Linked DNA regions of Aedes albopictus: region 2 is linked to region 1. The links are chromatin contacts, called in public Hi-C maps. All regions are on one chromosome and are shown on one strand. The core of a region is the stretch at or near the end of the contact, and the rest is flanking DNA. Distances in the headings are between cores, read along the strand shown.

Region 1 (4,780 bases), core at 572-3,071:
ACAGGAGATCGAAACGGGAAAGAAGAGCAGCAGGAAGTTGAATGTTCTGTTCGATCGAACGAGTTGGATTGTATCGTCCGTAGGCAGGATTAGCCGCTGCTAGGATAGACACACGAGCGTTCAAGCAGGTCATTATGCCGGCCTTGGCAATCGAAATGGTTTGCTGTTCCATAACTTCGTGAATGGCCACTCGATCGTTTTCGGCCATTTTATCGAACTCGTCAATGCAGCAAATTCCCTGATCGGCCAGCACCAGCGCTCCTCCCTCGAGGATCATTTCACCGGTCAGTGGATCCTTCATTACAGCAGCAGTCAGACCAACCCCGGAAGAACCGCGTCCCGTAGTATATTGGCTCCGAACAGCAAGACGAGCGATGTAGCCCAATAGCTGAGACTTGGCCACTCCAGGATCTCCCATCAAACAGATATTAATATTGCCACGGATCTTCATTCCGTCAGGGCTACGATCAACGCCACCAACAAGCAACAAAAGCAGTGCTTTCTTTACATCCAGGTGACCGTAGATTTCCGGCGCCAAACTGCTGGCCATTCTTGTGTAGAAATCATCCTTCGCTAGCTCTGCCATTTCCTCTTCGCTGATTTCATTGCTAACCTCCCCATCGTCCGATTTGTTCAAACAAACAAGACGATGCGCATCTAGGAAAGTCTCACTCAACAATCCGGAAACCATCGCTCGGAATCCAGATCTTTGCTGAGGTAAGAAAATTCCACTGATCACAACATGATCTCCCGGCTGGGCCAAACGTGTAATTTCCCCGCGGCACATCACCGTCAAAGAGCGTGGGATGTGGCCGACCGGAACTTGGTCGCTGTGCTCTTGAATCTTCAGCTCCTGGAACTTCATAAACTTGGATCCACGGGTTTGAAGATACAATCTTCCACCTGCTTTGTTGACACGGCAGTCCTCCGACGAGCAATCGACCGCCGGCATGAAACTCATCGCTGACACCGGCTGATATGTCTCAGCGCCACAACGGTCACAAGTGTACGTGGCCACCGTCATCATCGGTTTTACCTCGGTACAACGGGTTACGATACCACGAACCGTAACCAGCTTACCGATGCTTTCCGCTTTCGCCTCACGGATGGAAATGGCCTTCGATGAGCTGGGTGCCTTGAAATACACCTCGAACCGCTTGATCAGCTCCGCCGGAATGGTATTGCGGGCATCATGGTGCTCATTCGGGTTCCTCATCCGGCTCTGCATCAACAGACGATGCTCGATGTAGATATCCAGTGGATCCTTGTTGATCACTTCCCGTTCCTTATACGACGGTAGCAACTCAAACACCGCATCCGAGAACATCTTCACATAGCGGCGACAGTTGGCTTGGATGGCCTCCGCCAACAGATCATTATAGCTGGTCACATCATCCAAATCTATCGTCAACGCAACTTGCTCGCGGTGGGCGATGTTGGTCAATTGGCGTGCGTAAACGAAGATCTTTTTGCCATCTTCGTCCTCCTTGTAGAATTCCGTCAGGAAGGAGTTGATCGTTTCTGGAAATTAGCGAAAGATCCGCTGATGATTTTGGTTACGATCCGACGAAGTCAAAATATACTCACCTTTATCTGCACTGTAATCTCGTTGCATTTTGATGAAAACTTAATAATCCCGATGGAACGTAATCCACGCACTTCCAAACAATTGCAATTTCAACTAAAATCCAACGAAAATTCAACAAAAAACTGGCAAAACTTAATTCACAATCGAAACAATCTCAGCAGCGTAGGCACCAAAAGCAGATGCTTGAATGCGATGGCGGGTAGTTGGCGCCAAAACCGCCAAAACAGCACCTCCGAATGAGGGGGACAAAAGAAAAAGAGTGATGACAGATCCAAAGGTGGTTAACACGCTCATTGAAAACTACTCTAAAGTGAGTAGAATTCCACTCACTTCATTACAAAGTGCATCAGCTCAAAAGAGAGTAAAGCGGATTCACTCTCTTTAGAGTAATCATTGATTTTGTTGAAAGAGAGTACTATTTACTCACTTTTATTTTTTTGCAAAACTAGCGAAAGTGAGTAGATATTTAAAAATTCCTCGGGATGGTTTTTGGAATTGTTTTTCATTTTCAAATATTTAAAAACACAAAAAATTAAGTTGAGCAAAAATCTTGCCTACTTTTTATTCTATTAGTATTAATTAAATATAATACAACATTATCTATATCTATCTATCTATATATATATATATAAAAATGCAGTGGCATACGTGGGACCGCGCATAACTTGCGAACGGAAGGTCCGATTTTGTTCGCCTTAGTTTTGTTCTGTTAGTTTTCACCCAAGGAAGGCTTATGAGGCATAAAACATGGAAAAATGATAGTTTGTGAAAATCGATCTTCCATACCGGGGAGCGGGGATTTGGTCTTGGCTAGAAACTTAAAACGTCAAAAAAAACGCAGTAGGCAAGACAAAGTTTGCCGGGTACAGCTAGTATATAATAAAGTTATTAAATCACTTCCTTTGGACTTTGATCTCAACTTTGATGATGCTCTTTGGATTGGCCTCGGGATTGGCTGTTCATTACTACGAACAGTTGCCTTATTTGAAGTGGCTGATTTATGCAAGCTGTGCGGATCTACCGCACTTTATCAGCCGAATCTTCGCCGTTGTTAGTCGTGGACTGAAACTAGAAAATAGATGATCATTACAACTCATTAAATACTAAATACAACTTACTTTTACCATTACGAATAAGCGGTGTTGTGTTGCCGTTGCCGTTCGTTCTTTGGAAACCTGCTCCATCAATCTTCCTCTTTGGTCCTTGTATTGAACCGTCTATATATGCTCCTATATTCTGAACATACGAATTGTTAGCTGATTAACTGGCGTTAAGGAAGTGAACCTCCCAGAAGTGGCGATTCAGCTCCGCCGCTCAGCCACATAACCTGCGACAACAATTTTACATGTCATCAATTGGCGTCATTAATTAACTTTTTTTCAAGTCTCACCTGTTGGTTGAACAGTTTCCGGGTCCACTGCTGTTGTACGTGATCTATTTCAGCGTCGATTTCAGGTTTTTCGCCGGCTTACATCTTGGCACACAAGAATTTCCTGCAACTTGTTTTTTTTTGCATCACAACGGCTAGTGAGTTTTTCGTAGAAAAAACGCCTTACTCAAAAGTGAGTAAAGCAAAGATCCGATGTGACAGAGTAGTTAATAACTCACTTTGGCAAATGCATGTTACTCACCTTTGACAGATTTAGCAAAAGTTTGAAAGTGAGTATAATTTACTCACTTGAGAGTAGTTTTCAACGAGCGTGATTGGTAGCGGTACCCAGTGGAAGAAAGATGGATGGATTCAAAACAAAGCATGCACAGAGAAAAATTTTCTACTCAGTGGATGAATTGAACTTACTCAGAAATCAAAAAAATCTTATTGTGCATCCTAGCTTAATCACTCAGATCCTGCTGATCTGAGTCAGCCGCCATAAGATTGCACCCGTTTGATTTGCACATGGCGGCTGACAGCTCCATCCGGCGGCTGCAAAAACAGTTTTAGCCAAGGTGCACACCGTGTACAAATCAGCTTGATGAGAATCTAAAGCATTCAGTACACGCTTTGTCAATATGCGCAAATATTTGGCTATTTGACGTATCAGACGTTAGCAGACGTTTGCCGTTTGGCTATTATTTGTCAATGGTCAGTACACGTATGACAAACAATTGGCAAACTCACATTTGCACATGTTTGCCACTCGAGTACTGATCGGAGTTGCAAACATGACCAAATATTTGCTATATTGCCTTACTTGAAAAGTGTTCAATTTGTAATATTAGCAAATATTCGCTGAGACAAATTTTGGCAAATATTTGCACAACAATGTTATTGCAAATTTATTTGGTCATGCGCCGGTTATTGCAAATTTATTTTGTCATGCGTGTAACAAATAAATTTGTCAAATTTTGCCAAATATTTGCACACTTGGCAAAGCGTGTACTGAAGGCTTAAGATAAGCGCGACAATATTTCGTTTTCATTCAGATTTTATTGCAGACTACATCGAGGTATGGGGTCATTCAAATATGACGTCCATCTTTTAGGGGGGAGGGGGGGGTCTGAGAAAGTGTGACACTCCATGTATTAGGTATACGAAAAAGCGTGACAGAGGGGGGAGGGGGGGTCTAAAAATCCTGAAAAATGGACGCCTTGAAATCCAGTTTGGGTAACTGTGTTGTTGTATTATTTATTTCTTGCAACTTCAACAACACAGTTACCCAAACTTTTGCTCAACCAGCATCAAATTAGGCAAGAAAACATATAACCCACGCTGTTTGCACCATTTCATTGCAGAAATGGAGAATTGATCATCTCACCATACAAAAATCCAGCTCACTACTTTCAATCTAGTACTTCACTGATTGCCTCCTATTATTGCAATGAAATGGTACACTTTTCAACAATTTTTGCGGTACAAATCAAAAGACGATTGTTTTGACCATCGTTCAATGCAAGGAGACAATCATAATACAAATAAACAGCTGTGATATTAAAGAAAGAGAGGGAAACCAAAGAGAGCCTCTCTTCTGCAGATAGGACCTTTTGACATGTTTGGCCTGATTTGCCTCGCATCGGCTCGACGTCAGGGAACGTTCAAAAAATACGTCCAAAATTTGGGGGAGGGGAGGGTCTAGAAAAGTGTGACAGTACGTGTATTGGGTATAGGGAAATTGCGTGACAGAGGGGGGAGGGGGGGTCTAGAAATCCCGAAAAACGATGGACGTAATTTTTGAATCTGGGGGGAGGGGGGGT
Region 2 (4,780 bases), core at 1,507-4,006, 400 kb after region 1:
GAGCTGGTTGATTCACGAAGTTTCTACATCCGTACCGGCCATCACAATCCCACGTCTTTCCCCATGGAGACCAAAGTTTACGTTTCAGAGCGAGTTCACATCGGTCAGTATGAACTCGGGGATGCTATGAAGGAGCGATTCAAAAAATTCATCGAAGTAACTTCGGACACCAGACCGGAAGATCCGTCCGTGAAGCTGCATGCTGGCCTGTATTATCATTGTAATGATATTTGGAATCCGGAAATCGGTGACATCAGGATTCAGTTTGCTTACGCTGGCCTGGAAGGCTCGACGGTAAACAATCTCAGTCTTCAACTAGGCTTCTCACTAAGTACCATCATTCTTGCAATTTCAGTACACGGTCGTTGGCAAACTGGAAAACGGTAAAATCGTTCCATACGAATCATCCCACGCCAGAAAGGTGCTTCTGATCTACCCAGGGGAGCTTTCTCTGCAGGAAACATTTAAACTGGAACAACACTCCAAGCGTTTGACCACCTGGGGCTGGCGGCTAATCGGCTGGATTATGCTGTTTCTGTCGGCCACCTGTTCGGCATCGATCTTGCAATATGTGGCAGCACAAAGTCGCGTTCTTCGGCAGTTCGTGCCGGATCCAAGTTTTCCTGTGTCCACCAATTTGACGATGTCGTTCTCGCTGGCTCTGGCAATAACCTCGGTGGCCTGGATTGTTCATCGACCCATGCTGGGAAGCGGAATATTCTTTGCGGCGGTGTCTCCTTTTTTGTACTGTGCTCGTGGATTATTCAACAACAACTATCAACGCATGGACTGAACTGAAGCGACTGAAACAGGCGGATGATGTATGCCTTAGTGTGCGTAGGCAGCATGCTCTAACAGAAAGGAAGATGGAAAGTTTCGTTTCTTGGCGATTTTGAAAGAGCAGGACATCTTTATACTCGGGGAAGTCAGTTTATTTTAAAAAGTTTCTTTTGGTATTCTAATTTGTTAATAATTCATAATTCAATAATAAGCATTCAATAAGCAAAGTAAAAGTGATTATGAGTCAACATTGTTTATCAAAGTAATAAATTAAAAAAAAACATGCTTTATTTCAGTAATATGTAAGACTAGAATTATTCTAGTCTTACATATTACTGAAATAAAGCATGTTTTTTTTTAATTTATTACTTTGATAAACAATGTTGACTCATAATCACTTTTACTTTGCTTATTGAATGCTTTCCAAAATAATGCATTTTTGAAAATATTAGAAGAAAATTTTACCGAAACGATGAAAATTATTATTAAACGGCTCGGTTTAACGTTACACAATAATTAGTGTGCCATGCCTTGGGCCTTTGACAAAGTTTTTGGCATATCCAAGGCTATACTTAAATGCCATTAATTACATGGTATCAGACACATTTCTACAACTTATAAAAAAAAATAAATAGCGCAGTTTCTGTACTAAATCAATCAATTTAACCGAAAAAGCTTTGCTCCAAGAAATCGACCAGTAGAGCATGATCAGCTACATCAAAAATTATTTCACCAAACCATTTGACACGTGATGCAATTTAGCCCTTTTCGCCCTAAAATTATTCAACAGCGGATAAGTTAGTTCAATGCAGTCAAAAAGCTCATTTGCTGGTTTTTCTTTTCACAAACAGATGGCTCTCGACAAGCTTCGGAATTTGAACACGTTTAAAATCAATCACTCACCCCGTATAATATTTCACTCAAAATTGTACCGGATCATCCGACTCATTCTCGTTATAGGCCATTGTACGAGCTTATCGCTCATTTGGGTTCATTCACAAATTTCATAACGCCAAAATTGGCCTTTCCTGACACCCACCCACCCCTTCGTAACACTATTTATATGGTGAAAAATTTTATTTATTCGGGCTGTAACACCATGAAGGACACCCACCCACCCCCTCCAGCGTTATGACATTAGTGAACAAGCCCTTTCAGGAATCAAAATTTCGTAAATTTGGCAGGTGGGTTGACTCTAATTGACAGTCAAATTTAGGTTAAAAAAAATATATTTCCTACTCTTGAGAATATATTTTTATTTGCTGGAGGTAAAGGCAAACTACCTAGAATGTTTTACTCAATTTTAAGTTATTGGGCTCGAAACCGTTTTTGCATACCCTTTTATTTAGGCTAATATTTTATGCAATTCAGTGTCATAATTTATATTTTGTACTACTCATTTTGTACTACTCATTGGCCAACTTTTCTGTACCGGTTCATAATGCAACTGGAGTTGCATAATGAAAAATAGTTTCATAATGTTCATAATGTTACTCATTTGAGTTGCATCATGAACATTATGAAACTCAAATGAGTTGCATTATAAAAAAAATCATTGCATAAAATTGTGTATGGAACTCGTTGCAAAACTCGACTTTTTCAGCACTCTTCGTATTTATCCAATTCGGCAAGCCTCGTTGGATAAATGTACAACTCGTGCTGAAAAAATCAACTTTTTGCAACTCGTCACATAAATAACTATTTTAAACGTTTTCGCGGATTTAAAATAAATAATCCTGGTGTTTGTCGCAATCGCCTCTCAGACTTGTGCAAGGTTAGCGTGCCTGCCAGCAACACGGCATTGAACGCACTCTTCGAAACCAAAACTGCGAAACTGTCACGCAAAATGCGCCCGCCTTGCGCGCTTGTTTACATCGCTGCGTTTCACGCACACCACCGCAGAAAAGCGCTAGTTTTTGACAGCCGATTTTCAAATTTTCTCGTGTTGCCTTTGCGTTGCGCCAAGACTCAAGTGAGTGGTGGTGGTTCGTTCGCTCGCTCGCTCATTCGATTTGTAACGTTCGTCCGGAAAGTCGTCGCGGTCGCGCAGATGAAAAGTGTTTTTCGGATTGGCTTTGGCTCGCTGAAATAATGGCTAATTTTGTGCACATTGCGTCGAGTGCGGTTTGCAGATTGTGGACGATTGATTCGTGCGGGTGTAGACGCAGTAAATAGTGCAAAAACGGTTCAGGGAGGTGCAGTTTTTGTGGTCAAAAGTTGCCATTGAAAAGTGTTCCACTGTGAAGAATTTTTGCGTTGCGCTGTTGTACAAAAAAAAAAGTTCGTTATACCTGGGGTTGGGTGACTGGAAGCGCTCGATGATCAGTGTTGAGTAGAAGGAAGATTATTGAGTCCGGTTTGTCTTGCAATGGTCGGAATTAGGTGTGAGCGCTAAGAAGGACGAAGAGAAGCTCGAAAAATGAAAAAGTGAGAAAAAGGGCCCTAACCTCGATTTTATGCCAGGTTTGTAAATGTTTACAGCAGGTCTGGTAAATGTGTTAGTGTTACAAACCGGGAGCCGGGAAAATCGGTCAAGAGTTTGAATCTTCTGTGTTGAGCAAAGTTTGATCAAAATTATTTTGTGACCGATTGAAGAAACTAGTGAATTATATTATGAAAGAGTTAGTGAACCTTGACAAGAAGCTGCCCGCCGAAAGCCACCACATCAATCACCGAATTCAGGGGAATCAAAAACAGTTGGATAGTTGCAGCAACGGACCAACGGGCAGTCGAGCGGAACACAAGAGTTGGTCAATCTCGCAGAAAACGGAAAACGAAGCGACTGTAAAAACTAATACAAAAACCGTGGTAAGAGCGGAACAGCAGCCGTTGCATTCTATAGAGAACCGAGATTTGCCAGCAGCGAAGATGGACCACTCCACCTGTGACAAAAGCAAAAGTGAAGGTGAGTTGAATACAGATATGCCATAGTTTACAAAACATGGATTATACTAAATATTTTCCTTCCGGATTTTTCGACGTTGATACTAGAGATGGGAAAATGATTCAATTTTGAGAGTGAATCGCTACCGATTCATTCTTAAAAAACAGTCGACTATTTTGACCGACTCAGCAACTCTTTTCCGTAACTTGATGAAAAACGCCATTTCTCGATGTTAGCCGTTGAACTAATTTGTAATTTTGTAATTTGTTTATTTATTCTTAACGATAACCTGTTAGTGAGTACCTTATACCAGGTCAAGGAATGACTAATATTTTGTCATTCAATAAGTTGGCATGATCTTAAGATTTGTGCTCCTGAAAATTCAACAAAACATCTCCAGAAAACACGCAAAATACACCACAGTTAACTGAAAACAACAAAAGGTTTTCACCGCATCTTTGTAATTTCGGTTTGCATCTGGGAATGCATAGATACTGCAGTTCATGGGACTCCTGCAACACTTATTTCTTATATAATTGTTTCTCAATTTCTTCAAAAAATATTCCTGGGATACCTCTAAGTTGTCTCGTACCATTCCGCTTGATTTTCTCTTTTGAATTCGATGTGAAGTTTTCTAAAAAATGAGTTTCTGACTTCTTGGGTTTCTCCTGGAGTTTTTTTTATTGTATGTATTAACAAGATGTTTAGCCCTAGTCTAGTTCATCTCGAGACCCCCGATTTACTTCCCTTGCGAAGGAAGAACTCACATTTTGCGAGTTTGTAGGGAGTGGGATTCGATCCCAGGTCCTCGGCGTGATAATCAAGTGTTCTAACCATCACACCAGATCCGCTCCACTTTCTCCTGGAGTTCCTTTTCACATTTGTTCAGGAGTTGCTTCTGTGATTAACCCAGATGTTCTTTTGAAATTCCTTCTGGAGTTTCTACGGAGATTCTTTAAGCAATTCCACCAAAAACCGGTATTCATTAAGAATTTTTCTTTCAAGAGTTGCTTTTAAGATTTAATAAGAATTTTCTTTTGTGAAATCTCCTGGAGTAATTGCTGCCAATTATGCTGTAGTTTCTTCTGTAAATATTCACGAAAATTTCTGCTGGGA

The links. Hi-C and Micro-C count contacts between places; a contact is called where the count stands out from the background.
Region 2: a contact with region 1 is called in a Hi-C map of whole body, with 4 times the contacts expected there. The contact joins the promoter of LOC109404753 here to the promoter of LOC109621711 in region 1. A contact is called at or near these places in 2 of 3 Hi-C or Micro-C datasets (embryo and whole body).

Annotation. Positions count from the first base shown.
Region 1 is chr2:508,826,402-508,831,181 of AalbF5, forward strand. LOC109621711 (DNA replication licensing factor Mcm7) reads right to left here and starts at 1,822. Exons shown (of 3, transcript XM_020075848.3): 1 at 1,588-1,822; 2 at 1-1,521. The coding sequence starts at 1,615.
Region 2 is chr2:509,226,226-509,231,005 of AalbF5, forward strand. LOC109404753 (protein ECT2) reads left to right here and starts at 2,757. Exons shown (of 13, transcript XM_029870295.2): 1 at 2,757-3,685. The coding sequence starts at 3,394. It overlaps LOC109621845 (transmembrane protein 43 homolog), which reads left to right. Exons shown (of 4, transcript XM_020076024.3): 3 at 1-294; 4 at 356-962. The coding sequence ends at 793.